Linked DNA regions of Triticum aestivum: region 1 is linked to region 2. The links are chromatin contacts, called in public Hi-C maps. All regions are on one chromosome and are shown on one strand. The core of a region is the stretch at or near the end of the contact, and the rest is flanking DNA. Distances in the headings are between cores, read along the strand shown.

Region 1 (7,549 bases), core at 2,536-5,035, 510 kb before region 2:
TTGCAGCACCCCTGCACAAAGATATAGCAGTTAGCCCCTGCAGAATTCTAGTAGACAGCAACAAAACCAGAGAATGTTACCTTCAGCTTTCTAAGCGAGCCACTAATCTCCTCTGTCAACAGAACTTGAACGGGAGCAGGTTCAAACCTGTTGCATTCATATTTTAGTTATTGTCAGAGAATCAAATATCATAGCCAAATATGACACCATGTGCCCAAAAAGAATACTAAAATATACCCCAAAAAATTAGTAATGTCATCAAACTTTACAGCATAGTAGAAGGAGTGGTATAAAAAATGATTCAATGAGCAGATTAACTATTATTTAAACCTCTACCGAAGTAAACCAGATTACACTGGCAGTTGTAAGTTTCATGAAAATAGCAACACTAATATAAGACTTGCAACTGTTAAAAAAAACATCCGGGTTAGAAATGTACTTGTGTCTACCCAGACGACGTGGGGCTGACTTGAGTCTTTCCTGCTTAGCCACAGTTAGCCTTATGCGCTTTTCCTCCTTTTCCTTGTCCTCTTTCGCTATCTCCTCCAATATATTTGGCAAGCTGCAAAAAAGAATAGCAAAAATATGGTAACCAGAGAACTAAAAGTAGACCATTCTTGGGAGCTTGATGAGACAGGAATGTGAAACCTACCTGTCTATTTGCTTTGAAAAAACTTCCAGTTTCTTCGCATCTGCTTCTGTCCTTAACCTCTCTTTACGACGAGCCCTTTTGTTCAGTTCCACTCTCGTAACTCTTTTTGTTTTCTTCCTGAAAATTAATAGATCATACCATTAAAAGATATCTATAAAGATAAACCGGACACAACAGCTATTCCGATAATATTTTGCAAATTGACACCAAACCAACTAAATTGAAACGTCAAAAAGGTATGTCTGAAAAAGCACATAATCTTCCAATCGGATTCTAAAATGTGAGCTGCAATCCTCCTGCACTCTACTAGCTTTCTAATGCTACCAATGGAAGAATAAGACAACACTTAGCAGCACCCAACTTTCTGAAAAACTAACTCATTTCGCAGAATTGCATAATATATAAACATGTCAAAAATAGTGAATGGCGGTGTCACACTAAGCTTCAACCATCATTAACATGTACTCCCTCCGTCCGGAAATACTTGTCGGGGAAATGGATACCTGACAAGTATTTCCGGACGGAGGGAGTACTACTCACAAAAGCCATGAGGATAGAAGTATGATGTACTTAAGCCAAAATACTTTATTTCATAATAACTATATATTTTTCATAACATAGTCGAGTGTAACCTCTCTCCAGTTAGAGCATCAGCATCCTGGTCTTTATCACCTTCTGCAGCATCTACATCTCCATCAACAGCAGCATCTCCATCATCAGCAGCATCAAGAAAAAATTTCTGCAGGCCAGGTGAAAGAAAAGGGATAAGCATGTCGAATCACAAGAACACAATCCAGTAATACAGCATGGAACGATACATACTGTTCCGAGACTAAAGTCAGCAGCTGACAAGTACTCCGAAATGGTTTTGATAAAATTCCAATATATATACAGGTCATATGATTTGCAGAACACAACTTGCAAAAATGGAATTCATGTTACATTGCTTACATAGCTCGTTACAGCCTAGATGGCACGAACCTGGGTATGGATATATGTGAATCAAATAACTTGTCATTTCATGATATACTTACGAAACACCCCTATAGACTAGAATGAAAAATCTCAGAATGAACTAGACAATAAGATAGTAAGATAGCACCTTAAAAAGACTAGATGAATAATCTCAGTCTTTATACTAATGTTAATTCTGCCTGGATGACAACCTCCGTCAATAGAATTACAAGGATTTTTTTTCTATTACTTGGTGCAAGGTAGACTTGCGAGAATACAACAGTCCACTTCCTTGGAACCTAAGTCTCTAAAAAAATCATAGTGCATGCCTATGTTCATCAGAAGCAATATACCAATATAACAAGTGAGTAAGTATTCAAAAGCAGATAGAAGGTTGGGATATTGTCCAAATTCCAGTCATCTCCTAGAGGGGCTATGTGTAAAGGCAGTCGTAGAACTTACATCTTCTTCAGCTACTGCTTGACCAAGAACAGTAAGTGGCACTGGTGTGGGGCCTAACTCTTTCGTGTAGATCTTGCGCATTTCATCAGCAACAGCTAGAGCAAGAGCGTCCTACAAACACCAACACAAACAACATGAGTAAAAGAACTTATTATTAAAAGCACCCAGACATCCAACAGCCAATGGTTTTAGCAATTAAGAAGTGGATAATATTACAAATATCCTGAACTTAGAATTAAGAAGTGGATAATATTACAAATATCCTGAACTTAGAACATATCTTCAAGCACATACTTGATGGGCTTCATGTGGAGGATTAAATGAACATCCTTGAGGCTCAACTTCAACTGCAGGAATCACAGATGTGGTAGATTTCTGCAAGAAGTAATCCATTAAACCTAGACATGTTAAGACCTATAAAAATGCAGAAGCTACCAGGTGCAGCATTTGGCAAGAAGATATGTTTGCAAATTTGCACAAATATGACTGCAAGCTTTGCGCATTCAGACTTACATTTTTCTTAAGCCTTTTCATTCCTTTTTTGGGCAAAGCAGCCCCTTTAGCATCTCCACCCCAGATGTCGAGGTTCTTCTCAGCTGAATCCTCTTCCTGTAAACGAAATAAATCCAGCAATTAGCAAGCTGGGCCTCAAAGAGAAAAGGAGTTGCACAACTCTCCAACAGTTAATACCATGGGAACACTTTTTTCTTCCCGTGACTCCTGCAATTCCTTTTTCTTTGCATGCTTCTTGAACTTCTTCTTATCCTTCTTTGACATCAAAGAAGATGGAATCGTCTGTATATAAGGGTTCCGCTTCAACACACTCTCATGGTGAAGGACCTTCTCCCTGTTTTTCTCAATCTTCCTTTTGACAGGAACATCTACAAACAGCAACAAATGTTCAGCACCACTAGTGATTTAGACGACCTTTTGCAGCTTACTGAACATGGCAACTTTTACGATTCAGTACATCAAACATACTTCCTCCGTCCGAAAATACTTGTCATCAAAATGGATAAAAAGAGATGTATCTAGAACTAAAATACGTCTAGATACATCCCCTTTTGCTTATTCTGATGACAAGTATTTTCGGACGGAGGGAGTATAATGCAGTGATGCATACTTTGAGCCCCAATATGAAACTAATGTAAACAATTCCATCAAGGATTCCAAGTACCAAGTGCTTAACATTGAAAGGAGCAGCTACAACATTAGGTAACTAGATTAACAAAACTAACAAAACTATATGATCAGCATTTTTCACGTCACTGCATTCTAGTGGTATCACAAACTTTATATTAGCCTCTAATTCGCGACTGGTGCCTCAATCCTAGTCCGGAGCTAGACCACCAAACCTCAAACTAACACGCAGAAGAACAAAGAGGGATTGACTGACTGACCGACCTTTGGGGGCCGGGTCGGATGCGTTGGCGGCGGAGGAGGTGGACGCGGAGGCGGGCTTGTCGACGAAGAAGAGGGAGCCGGACGGGAGGGAGGGAATGGCGGCGGCGCCGGCGTGGGCGTCGCGCGTCTGCTTCTCGTAGAACTCGTCGATGTCGTCGGTGCTGATGTTGGACCGCCACGCCTTCTTCCCTTTCCGCGAGCTCTTAGCCGCCTTACCCATCGCCGCCGGTTGCTCGCTCGCTCGCTCGCGCCGCCGCCTCGGGGAAGCGGGAAGGGTCTTGGAGGGAGGCGGGGAAGTTATTAGGGTTTCTGGCCTTCGTCGGGTTGGGTTATTTGGAGAGGGCTGGTGTTCTGCCAGGTGGGGTCCCCGAGTTGTGGGACCGGCTCTATGAGGCCTCCTTCTCTGGTTCACATGAAAATGAAGGTTTGTTTCAAAAAAAACATGAAAATGAAGGAAACACACAATAGGAAATTTTCTTATGGTGACACTATTTATTTATTTTTATAGCTTACTAGGCGTGCCGTTATGGTGACACTATTTAAGCCTTTGGTTTAGATAAAAGAATATAGCAAAGAAAATGAAAGAAATTTTCCTCCTGTCTCGGTTTCAGACAAAAAATTGCAGGAATTCCATAATTCACTTGGACACTTTAAAAAAAATCTACGCATGAAGAACACGATTAAGTTCCTTGGCGGCATAATAGCATGCTAATTATACCTTTTCCCAGTGTTTTGAGTTTGATTTGACTATATTTATTCAAGTGTGCAGAATTCTTACGTTTTTCAATCCTTGTTTTGAGTTCCAATGTTTTTTTCCTATTCCTGTGGACTAAACATCCAAGTGTGCAAAATTCTTACGTTTTCCAATCCTTGTTTTACACACGCATTCCTATTCAATCCTCGCGTTTTCCCTTTCCTGCATTTTTAGAATCATGTGGACCAAAGATGGACTTAGAAGGGAACACACACACCATGCATTTTTTAAAAAAAATTCTTGGATCCAAATGTTGGAAAACGATTAGATACAACTGCGATGTTCCCTATCAGAATATATGTGCCTGCCAACAGATTGAGTGAATGGATCAGTTGGGTCACGTCGCTCATTCGCAAAAGCAGCTTCCTCTCTCCTTCCACATGTCACCTCTCCCATCCTGATTTGCTCACTCCGCTCCCTCGTTGTTGTCTTCCATCGCTGCGGATGGTGGTCCTTGGAGCTCACTGTGTCGCAATGGACACAACCACGATGTAGCTCAGATTCAAGATTCTTCACCATGCCAAGCCCAGGGGAGACGGTGGACCAAGGGTGTTAGATTCAGTGGGGCATTGGCGAGATGGATTTGTTGTCAACGAGTTCAATCCGGCAAAGTCGATGCTAAAAATAAGGTTAGTGATTTGCAATTTTTCAAAGTTTCAAACGTTTTCTCGACATGTTGCAAACTCGGGTGTGAGACGTGTTGCAATGACTCAATGGTATCTACTTCAAACATTGTGTTTTTGTTATGCAAGTGTTTTTGGTAAAAGTTTGCTCCCATCCTACACATGCATGACAATTTGTTGCAGTTTCAACCGAGTGACCTTAGTGATTGCTCATGTTTTCCCAAACAGATTTTTTCCGGTAATATGCAGTAAATATTTGAAATACATGAATTTCAAATGAATTTTATGAAGGGAAAAAAAAGAGAATGCATTCAAAACAGGGGCATCCCATTCGCACGCTACAGTTTAATGGATTTGGAGGTGGGCCAAAGCATCGGTAACCAGGAAAGCTTCTACTGGACATGCTACAAACCAGGCACTATGTAATTTCTTGAAAAACAGGACAGTAAACATGTTGCGCAATTCAGGAAACATACGTCGCAACTCCGTTTTGCTCGGGCTACTAACTTACTGCATATCACATTACAAATTCCGCACAAAAAACCTGGGGTTTCAATAGCGAGCAGGGTCCAAATAATGTGTTATCAGAAATAGCAGTGTTCAATAGTTCGACACTACAGCTGGATGACAGACTACAAGCAACAAGAACATACTTTAAAGTCAATTAATTAAACTCCGTGTTACAACATTAGATAGTGTACAGTGGGCTCTCTGAACCTCCCTCAGGGTCACCAGCTTGGAGAAACGAATTGCGGAACACCATCAGTCAGGTCAGTAACAGTCCTTTGTCGCGAATGCCACTCAAAGTTTCCAGTTTTTTGGTTATACTTGTTGAACAGTTGAACTGGATCTACCCAATTGCAGGTAACCAGACCAGAGTTGAGCTTAACAGGAGACTAGCCTGCCGCAACAACTTCACATACAGTTTTATCGTCTCCGGGAGAAGTAAGCATGACAGATAATATAACTCTGTACAGAATGGCATGTTTGAAGGTGTGTCCTTGGAATGAGTAACCCTTCCTGATCCAATGGCAAGGATTTTCTGGCATTGCCACAGCAGCCTACCAGTGCCCGTTGCGGCCATCCACGGTTGCAGCTAGTTTATTTCCGGTATATGGCTTTGGTGGCCCAGCTTGGCTCACGTCAATCCTTTCAGCTTCACCTGTTTCGCTCTTGCAGGTGTTATTTCTTCTAGGGTATGAGCTGCCCGAAGGAACACCGTTTGGAACAATTCCTTGGCTTGTGACGACCCTTCGCTGTTCATATTGCTCAGTACCAGATGTTGAACAGTTACCATAACGAAGTGCCGAACCAACCACTTTACCAGGCCTTGCAACGGCAGCACCTGTATGATGAAGTGGTGTATCAAGTTACCCTCGAGTTACAAGGCCCGATAGATACAGTTAAGGATACAGTCATGCAGGCTTGTTTGCAGATTCAAAAGTATTGGACGACCCAGGTGCTTACCTTGAGGAACTCTGTTTGCACCAACTGAAGCAGGATCTCTGCGTGGCTTTTGTGCATTATCTCTGATTATACACCTGGAAAGATCATCCGTAATGTTGGCAGCACCCTGTGGTCGGCTATCTGAACACTGTGGCCGGTTATCCGAATAGATAACACTCGGCCTGTTAACAGAAAACTAGATAGTCAAGAACCACACTTCCAATTTGTGGCTAAAGTGACATCAGTCCATCATACAATGTTAAAGCAAAGTCAATATCATACCTTGGTAATGAATTATGTTGCCTCTCAGGCGGTGCTGCTGTTGATCCCTTTGCATAATGCTCTTCAAGGAATGTGAATTGCTTTTTGAAATGATCTACTGCACTGAAATCCGAATAGAGCAAACAATGTTAGATCGATGAATCGGTCAGTATCTTATGCAGTGCGCGACTGACTCCAAGCAACAAATAAGAACACAGAATAGGTATGCACTACCTAATCAACAATAAACAAAAACAATTTCCGCATGCTTTATTTATCAATATCACCATCACCAAAAGAGTAGAAAAATAACCATAATAGTGTGTGTATAAACACTTGATATTTATTCATGAACCTGCACAGACATTAATGATACCAAAAAAAATCTGTAGAACTAGACTGACCAAGAATAATGTCACTGCATTGTCTCTGGAATTAAACAAGGCACTCCACGATGTTAAAGTATTGAAAGAGAACTTCGCACCTTGGGTACATGAAATTAGTTGGCTCAGCCCCCTCAAGGAATTCCCTCAGCATGTTTGGATGATATTCCAGAATTTCTCTGTATATGAGTTCCCTTATGTCGTCCTTCGTAATTCTTCGTCTCTCAAACTCGAACTCAAGCTTAGTAATGGGCTGTGCAGAAGGCTCCCTATCCACACTCGCAATGTTCTTGAAATAAAGATCAGCAAGAGCCTGTCAACATGCCTAATACATTAGCTAATGGTATTCAAGGTTACAAGGAAAGAAGAAACACAGGAAAAAATGCTGGCAGGCATGGTACTAAAACAAACTACCTCTTCAGCACTTGGCCTGTCTTTTGGATCAAATGCTAGCATTCTCTCTAACAAATTTAATGCAAGTGGATCTGCATTTGGAAACTTATGCGTGAACGGTACAGGCTTTTTCCGCCTCATACTGCTCAAGTAGCGCCTGGCCTTCTCATTTCGAATCTGTAGGATAGCTATAAACATCAGAGGTTATATTGGAAAC
Region 2 (6,978 bases), core at 1,471-3,970:
ACTGAATGCATGCAATGTTAAAATTATCTCTCGAGTATTATATTACCCTTGGATCTAGAGGCTGCACTTCTGCCTGACAACGATTTGTTTAGAAGTAATTATCCATTGTTTCTGATTTCTGTACCCCTTCAAAATATTATGGTTAATAATTTATATCCTAACAAATAACATTTCTATCAGGATGCATACCATTTTTATTTCTGTCAGTTACATGATATAGAATTTTGTTTTTTTTGCACAACAGGAAAAGGGGCCGAAATAGTAGTCAATCCAATTCAAAATCAGCAAGCACCGCAGTTGATGCTCCAAAAAGGTAGTGCATCTTTCTTTGGTTATGTATTACTTCATTATGTTGTTGTTCTCATGGTGTACTCAATTATGGTAACTTCCATGCCTAGCTCTGATGCTGCTATGTTTATTCTTTGACCTGCTGGTTACCACAGCATATACCTCCCTGATGTTTACTACTTTGGTAATCACTTGCACCATAGGTTAGGCATATAGTGTGACAATTTTTGTATTCCTTCCAAATTCCGATTGTGACATGTTAGTTGCATCTAAATGCGGAGTCCTTGACCCATATGCACCCACAAAGTGCAAAAGAAAGAATTAGCATTTTGTATTAAGATTTTCCTATGAAAACAGAAAATACCATTTGAAACAAAGCCATCGTTGTTTGAATATCCACTTTAAAATATACACCTTGATGTACTGGTGAGTTTTGCGTTATATACCAAATAGCATGGTCGCTATACCAGTAGTATCACAATGGATAGTTTGGTAACCCAGCTGTCTAATTTATTTTACCGGGATAACCATTGCATGGACCAATTCCTTGGAACTTGGAAGGTGAACCTTACTGAATTGCCTGAGTATGCACATGGAAATTATTTCATGTTGAAATTTATATACTGTGATATGGCAAATTGCGAATTGCACCTTTTGTTTATACGGTATCCAAGGTCATGTGCACATGTTAATATGATTCTGTTATGATACTCAGCAATGCAAATGTGAAAGCAAAATCTCCATCGAAGAAGAAACAGAAAGGAAAAACCATCAATGAACGTGACATGTATCAGAACAATTATTTCCATGCCAGCGAAGCTTTTTTCTCAATCCTTTTGGACAAGGACAGAAGCAGCTCGACAATTCTCTCACTGAAGAAAGCAGGCCCTGAGATCACTGAACTGTTGACACAGTGCTCAATTGGCATTGCTGGAACTGGCCTGGCTGTTCTTCTGTCGGTCGTGTGCAAGGTTGCTATCGGCGGGAGGACTCCTTTTGCCGCCACCCGTCTTCTGCACACAGGCGTTGGGTTTGGGCTCTTCTGGCTCTCCCATGCGGTAAATGGATTGCGGGACACAATCACCAGTGTATTCAGAGGCCCGGTTGACACAAAGTTGGAGGATGAGGTTGCCGTGAAGATACAAAGAAGCATGAACGATATTCTCTTCAGGGCCGTAAGTCTCCTGGCAATCACTGCTTTGAGGTTTGCATGAGCTGTTCCTACACTGCTGTAACTTGACGCACCTCGATTCACCTTTTGGTTCAGGAGTACAGTACTGTAGGACTAAGTGCCAAATACCTTCATGATTCATGAGGGCCTCATAGAAAATGCGCAACTTTGTAAATTGTACAGAATTTTGCTGGCAGCTCAGTGTATATGGAAGATAGATTTTGCCTGTTCTGAACGTTAATTAAGCTAATGATCAATATACTTTGTATTTCTTGTTATATTTTTTCTCGATGACATCATTTTGATGGTCTATTGACATAGCAACCTTGGGATGATTAGTTAGAAAGTTTCAACCGCCAAAAGTTTTGTTCAATACTGCAAATTAATGAAGTTACTATTTAACATGCCATTGCCTAACACTAATTTGCAGCTCATGCTGACCACATTAAACATGTCTATTTTTTGTTACTAGACATATGTCGTGCCTTGAAGATTATTTATTTACTTACTATTAAAGGTTGTATGCCTCAATTTAATTGTTGCAACTGTGGTGACGAGTAATTTGGAACGGAGGGAGTAGTTTCTAATTTTATACCAATTTCCTTCATGCGTAATTCATCTAAGATTACTCTTTAAATTCGCATAGCAATGCACGGGGAAATCACTAGCGGTTATGCAAATCCATGTCATTTTTCACGTGCCATCATGCCAAGGATTAGAAACGAAAGTAGAAGAGAAAGATTAGAAACGCACTATTAGCCCTATATAATTGCTTTCAGGCAATCGATACAGTTTCTTATCTTCCATGTCCTTTCCCTCGACCGTCTTTGTGACCGAAATGACAATGTCACAATCCTTCCCTTAATCTATTGTTTCCGTGGTAGTTACGCTGATACTCTGTGCCCACTCACAATGCATAATGAAACATTCTTACATTAAAAGACACCAGCCTTTTGATTTCGTATCCTTTCTTTCATACACAACCCATCCAAAACCAGTCTTTTAAATCCCCGCATGGAAAATCACCAGCATCTAATATTCATATAAACCCATATCATCTTACACGCGCCAATCATGCCCATGATTAGAAACGAAATCACAAGCTGCCCAGAATTTGCTTCCAGGCAACCCATGCGGTTTCTTATCCTCCATTGTCCCTTTCCTCTGACCGTCTGGAAACCGAATTGACAATGTCACAATCCTCCCCTTAATTTCTTTCTCCGTCGCGGTCACGCTAGCTCGATAAAACTGAAATCAATCAATCATCAAAAGGAAAAAAAGAAGATAACTTCAGCAAAGCGTGCGGTCCAAACCAAACAACGACGTCAATCAAACCCTCTATTTATTCCCACCGTATTCCCGCTTCTCTGCAAGCAAGCAAGCGACTGTACCACAGTTTCTTCAGTAAGCATGATGAGAACTATGACCGGTCGTCTCCCCCCAGCTGTGGCCGCGGTGGCGGTGCTCCTGGCGGCGTTGGCGTGCCTCCTCCGGCCAGCTGCCGCCGTGGAACCGAGCGGCCATGCCGCGGACCGCATAGCCCGGCTGCCCGGGCAGCCGGCGGTGGACTTCGACATGTACTCCGGGTACATCACGGTGGACGAGGGCGCCGGACGGGCGCTGTTCTATCTGCTGCAGGAGGCGCCGGAGGACGTCCAGCCGGCGCCGCTCGTGCTGTGGCTCAACGGCGGCCCCGGCTGCTCCTCCGTCGCGTACGGCGCGTCGGAGGAGCTCGGCGCGTTCCGCGTCACGCCCCGCGGCGCCGGTCTCGTCCTCAACGAGCACCGCTGGAACAAAGGTAGGTGCCCAGTCGCTATTGCTTGATCGACGGCAGCTCACTGTTTTATCTGCCGCGCTTCTAATGGCGGGGAATGAATTGTGAACAACCTGCAGTGGCCAACGTGCTGTTCCTGGACTCGCCGGCCGGCGTGGGGTTCTCCTACACCAACACCACCTCCGACATCTACACCTCCGGCGACAACAGGACGGCGCACGACTCGTACGCCTTCCTGGCGAAGTGGCTCGAGAGGTTCCCGCACTACAAGTACCGCGACGTCTACATCGCCGGCGAGAGCTACGCGGGGCACTACGTCCCGGAGCTGTCGCAGCTGGTCCACCGGACGAGCAACCCGGCCATCAACTTCAAGGGCTTCATGGTCGGCAACGGCCTCATCGACGACTACCACGACTACGTGGGCACCTTCGAGTTCTGGTGGAACCACGGGCTCGTCTCCGACGACACCTACCAACGCCTCAGGGAGGCCTGCCTCCACGACTCCTTCATCCACCCCTCGCCGGCGTGCGACGCCGCCACGGACGTCGCCACGGCGGAGCAGGGCAACATCGACATGTACAGCCTCTACACGCCCGTCTGCAACATCACCTCGTCGTCCTCCTCCTCCTCCTCCTCCTTGAGCCAGCAACGGCGGTCCAGAGGGCGCTACGTGAGCATCCCGACCCAGACTCCGTGCGTGCGTGCGTCGCTGTCCCCCATGCTGCTTTTTGAGGTGACGAAACGCCGTGCTTATATATGCTGCAGCCATGGCTGACCGGATCGTACGACCCGTGCACGGAGCGGTACTCGACGGCGTACTACAACCGGCGGGACGTGCAGACAGCCCTCCACGCCAACGTCACCGGCGCTATGAACTACACGTGGTCGACGTGCAGCGACACCATTAATACCCACTGGCATGATGCTCCGAGGTCCATGCTTCCCATTTACAGGGAGCTTATTGCAGCTGGCCTAAGGATTTGGGTCTTCAGGTCAGATCATCCCTGCTTCAGTTTAGCAATGCATTCCAGCATTTCTTAACTACTCCCTCCGTTCCAAATTACTCGTCACAGAAATAGATGTATCTAGAACTAAAATACATCTAGATACATCCATACGTGCGGCAAGTAATTCGGAACGGAGGTAGTAAATAAATTATATTATTACTATTATTAATACTACACATTTGCTCCGGTGCTCTCTTATCAACTGTTTCGCTAGGGTAAACCCCTCTTTCTGACGAAATTTGCGGATACTTCATCAGGAATATATCGGTTGACATCCCATGCCATTCGCGTATGCATCGGGTTATACATGATGCATCTGAATCAATGATTAGATTTGTCTTGAATTTTTGGACATTTTGTTGTCTTCCATTTTATACATGACGTTCATATGCTCTATGATGATTCTAATTGAATTGATTGGTTGTTGTGGACGTTGATAATTTTTCCATATAAATTTGGCGTTGTTAATAACACATATTGTGCTAAACCTCCTTTTCAGAAGAAAAAACGTACCTACCTACTTTTTGAAGAAAAAAAACAGTACTGAATGACAACAGGTGCACTGATGTACATCACTGATGAGTCATCAGACATCATCAGCCAGTTAACAAGAGAAACCGCAGATAATGCACTGCTTTGACTTAATGAACTCACTCACTCAGAAGTCACCCATCCGAATTAACACCTAGTAGAGATGAATTATCCACATTTATGCATTACATTCCCCTGTTGACCCGTCAGCTCAAAATCAGGATCCAACTGGACCCCGGGCATCACTTTTCCTGACATAATTCGCGTCCGCAGCTCTCAAGTTTGCAACTTGCTAGGTTGCTGTCATGCAAAGAAGATGCCCACGGGACATGTGTTTCCATTTAGAAAGACAAGGGAGCTGAGCGTTGTTGTTGATCTATCAGCCGCTGCCGGTCGCACATTTCACTTACCTTCCGTAGGCATTGACATTGATGTTGTCGTGTTTATTTCGCAGCGGGGACACGGATGCGGTAGTCCCCTTGACAGCAACGAGGTACTCCATCGGCGCTCTGGGTCTTCCAACTACCACCAGTTGGTACCCTTGGTATGACGACCAGGAGGTCAGCATCGTCCCACTCAACTCTTTTGCAAAGCAGTAACATCAATAGAATCATTGAGATGCTCTGGCTGGCATGCAAATAGACTTACATGACAGGACACATGAAAACATTATCTACCTTCTCCTATCATTTTCTTAGCTCGGTTAATTTGATTCGCATGGCCGAATGGAGATTGGATTACACTCCTGCATGCAACATGCCAGCAAACATTTAGATGTCACATTAGTTTGTGTTATTAACTACTAGTACATGTCACACACATAATTAACTAGTGTTTGTGTGATGGATTTGTTGACTAGGTTGGCGGTTGGAGCCAGGTGTACAAGGGTCTTACGCTGGTCTCCGTCAGAGGCGCGGGCCACGAGGTTCCTCTGCACCGACCGCGGCAAGCGCTCGTACTGTTTCAGTACTTCCTGCAGGGCAAGCCCATGCCAGGCCAGGCCACAAATGCGACGGTGGCTTAGCAACAAACAAAGGGATGGAAGTCAAATAGTAATTTCGATGTGGAAAAACAAGAGTGATCATCAATAAAGCAATAGATGCTTCTCAAGTACTTTTCCTGTATAGCTAGTATATATGCACATAATGCGGCGATTTATCGAGAATATGGACACAAAGCACAAAAGAACACAGAGGAAACACTTTAGGACAGACTTGATACGAACGACTGATATTCCGATAAGATTGATGTCTCTGCAATAAACGTTTCAGTAGCAACATCAAAACAGAATGACAGGAGCTGCACTCACCAGCAACTTACGATAATAGTGTAATCTTAAGAAGTTGCACGCTCGATCTATCATATGAGATCATGTAAGGAAGAAAACTGGACGGCCGCGCTGCTGGTAATGTCGACAACAGACAACTTGGCATCAGCAGCCGCCTTGGCAAAGCAATTGAAAGTGTCTGCATTCCGAATAACCGTGGCGATATAGGCCACAGGACCTCCGGCTGCAGTGGTCCCAGATACTTCGTCACCAATTTCTCCGTTGGTTGCCGCATTGACACTTTCACGTCGTCCATCATCACCTCTAAGTAGCATACAAAGTACTCGTACCAGGTGGGGCACGCAGGACGGGTTGTATATAATGTCTGCACCAAGACTGGCAAGAGACAGAGGGTAAATGATACGCAGAAGCATGAACAGCAGGAAAATGTGCTGTTATCCACTTCGGAAGTAGGGTACTCATTCTCTAACAGACGCAATAAGGTTCTTAGAGTAGTGCTTAAGTTTGAAATTAGTTTTAGAAACCAACGGCTTAACAAAATAATAATAATAATCAAAGGATAACAACACAAAAAGAATATACAATACTCACACTATGTCTCTCTGGTAGTCTCTTAAATCGCTTTCACACGCTTCTTCCCAGGAAAGATATTTGCACTCTACCTACATGCCAGGGTTATAGTAAGATTAAAGTTTAGGCAAAAAAGCATTCATCCAAAGCTGTGGTCTTGTGGGTAAGTACCACCAAGCGGGATAATGGTGCCACTCCTCTTGATTAACAGAAGACATTATGCATATAATCATGCATACATTATCTACCAAATGTATCTGAGGTAGCGCTATCTATATGCTACACCAACCGGAATGCTAAAATCATATTATATTTACAAACAGAAATGTACTGAGACCAATCTGATATT

Evidence for each region. Hi-C and Micro-C count contacts between places; a contact is called where the count stands out from the background.
Region 1: a contact with region 2 is called in a Hi-C map of leaf, with 4 times the contacts expected there. The contact joins the promoter of LOC123190882 here to the promoter of LOC100037540 in region 2. A contact is called at or near these places in 3 of 5 Hi-C or Micro-C datasets (leaf and an unstated tissue).

Annotation. Positions count from the first base shown.
Region 1 is chr1A:75,662,766-75,670,314 of IWGSC CS RefSeq v2.1, reverse strand. It overlaps LOC123190882 (ribosome biogenesis protein NOP53), which reads right to left and starts at 3,785. Exons shown (of 11, transcript XM_044603612.1): 1 at 3,473-3,785; 2 at 2,759-2,949; 3 at 2,582-2,677; 4 at 2,363-2,443; 5 at 2,069-2,179; 6 at 1,285-1,391; 7 at 653-769; 8 at 440-562; 9 at 81-147; 10 at 1-11. The coding sequence starts at 3,692. It overlaps LOC123190870 (mitogen-activated protein kinase 14), which reads right to left. Exons shown (of 10, transcript XM_044603602.1): 6 at 7,354-7,509; 7 at 7,041-7,252; 8 at 6,578-6,679; 9 at 6,317-6,477; 10 at 5,379-6,194. The coding sequence ends at 5,911.
Region 2 is chr1A:75,149,071-75,156,048 of IWGSC CS RefSeq v2.1, reverse strand. It overlaps LOC100037540 (serine carboxypeptidase 2-like), which reads left to right and starts at 2,720. Exons shown (of 5, transcript NM_001405073.1): 1 at 2,720-3,257; 2 at 3,353-3,903; 3 at 3,999-4,225; 4 at 5,226-5,331; 5 at 5,631-6,435. The coding sequence starts at 2,870. The coding sequence ends at 5,795. It overlaps LOC125146376, which reads left to right. Exons shown (of 5, transcript NM_001405074.1): 4 at 245-313; 5 at 1,004-1,760. The coding sequence ends at 1,502. It also overlaps the pseudogene LOC123190859.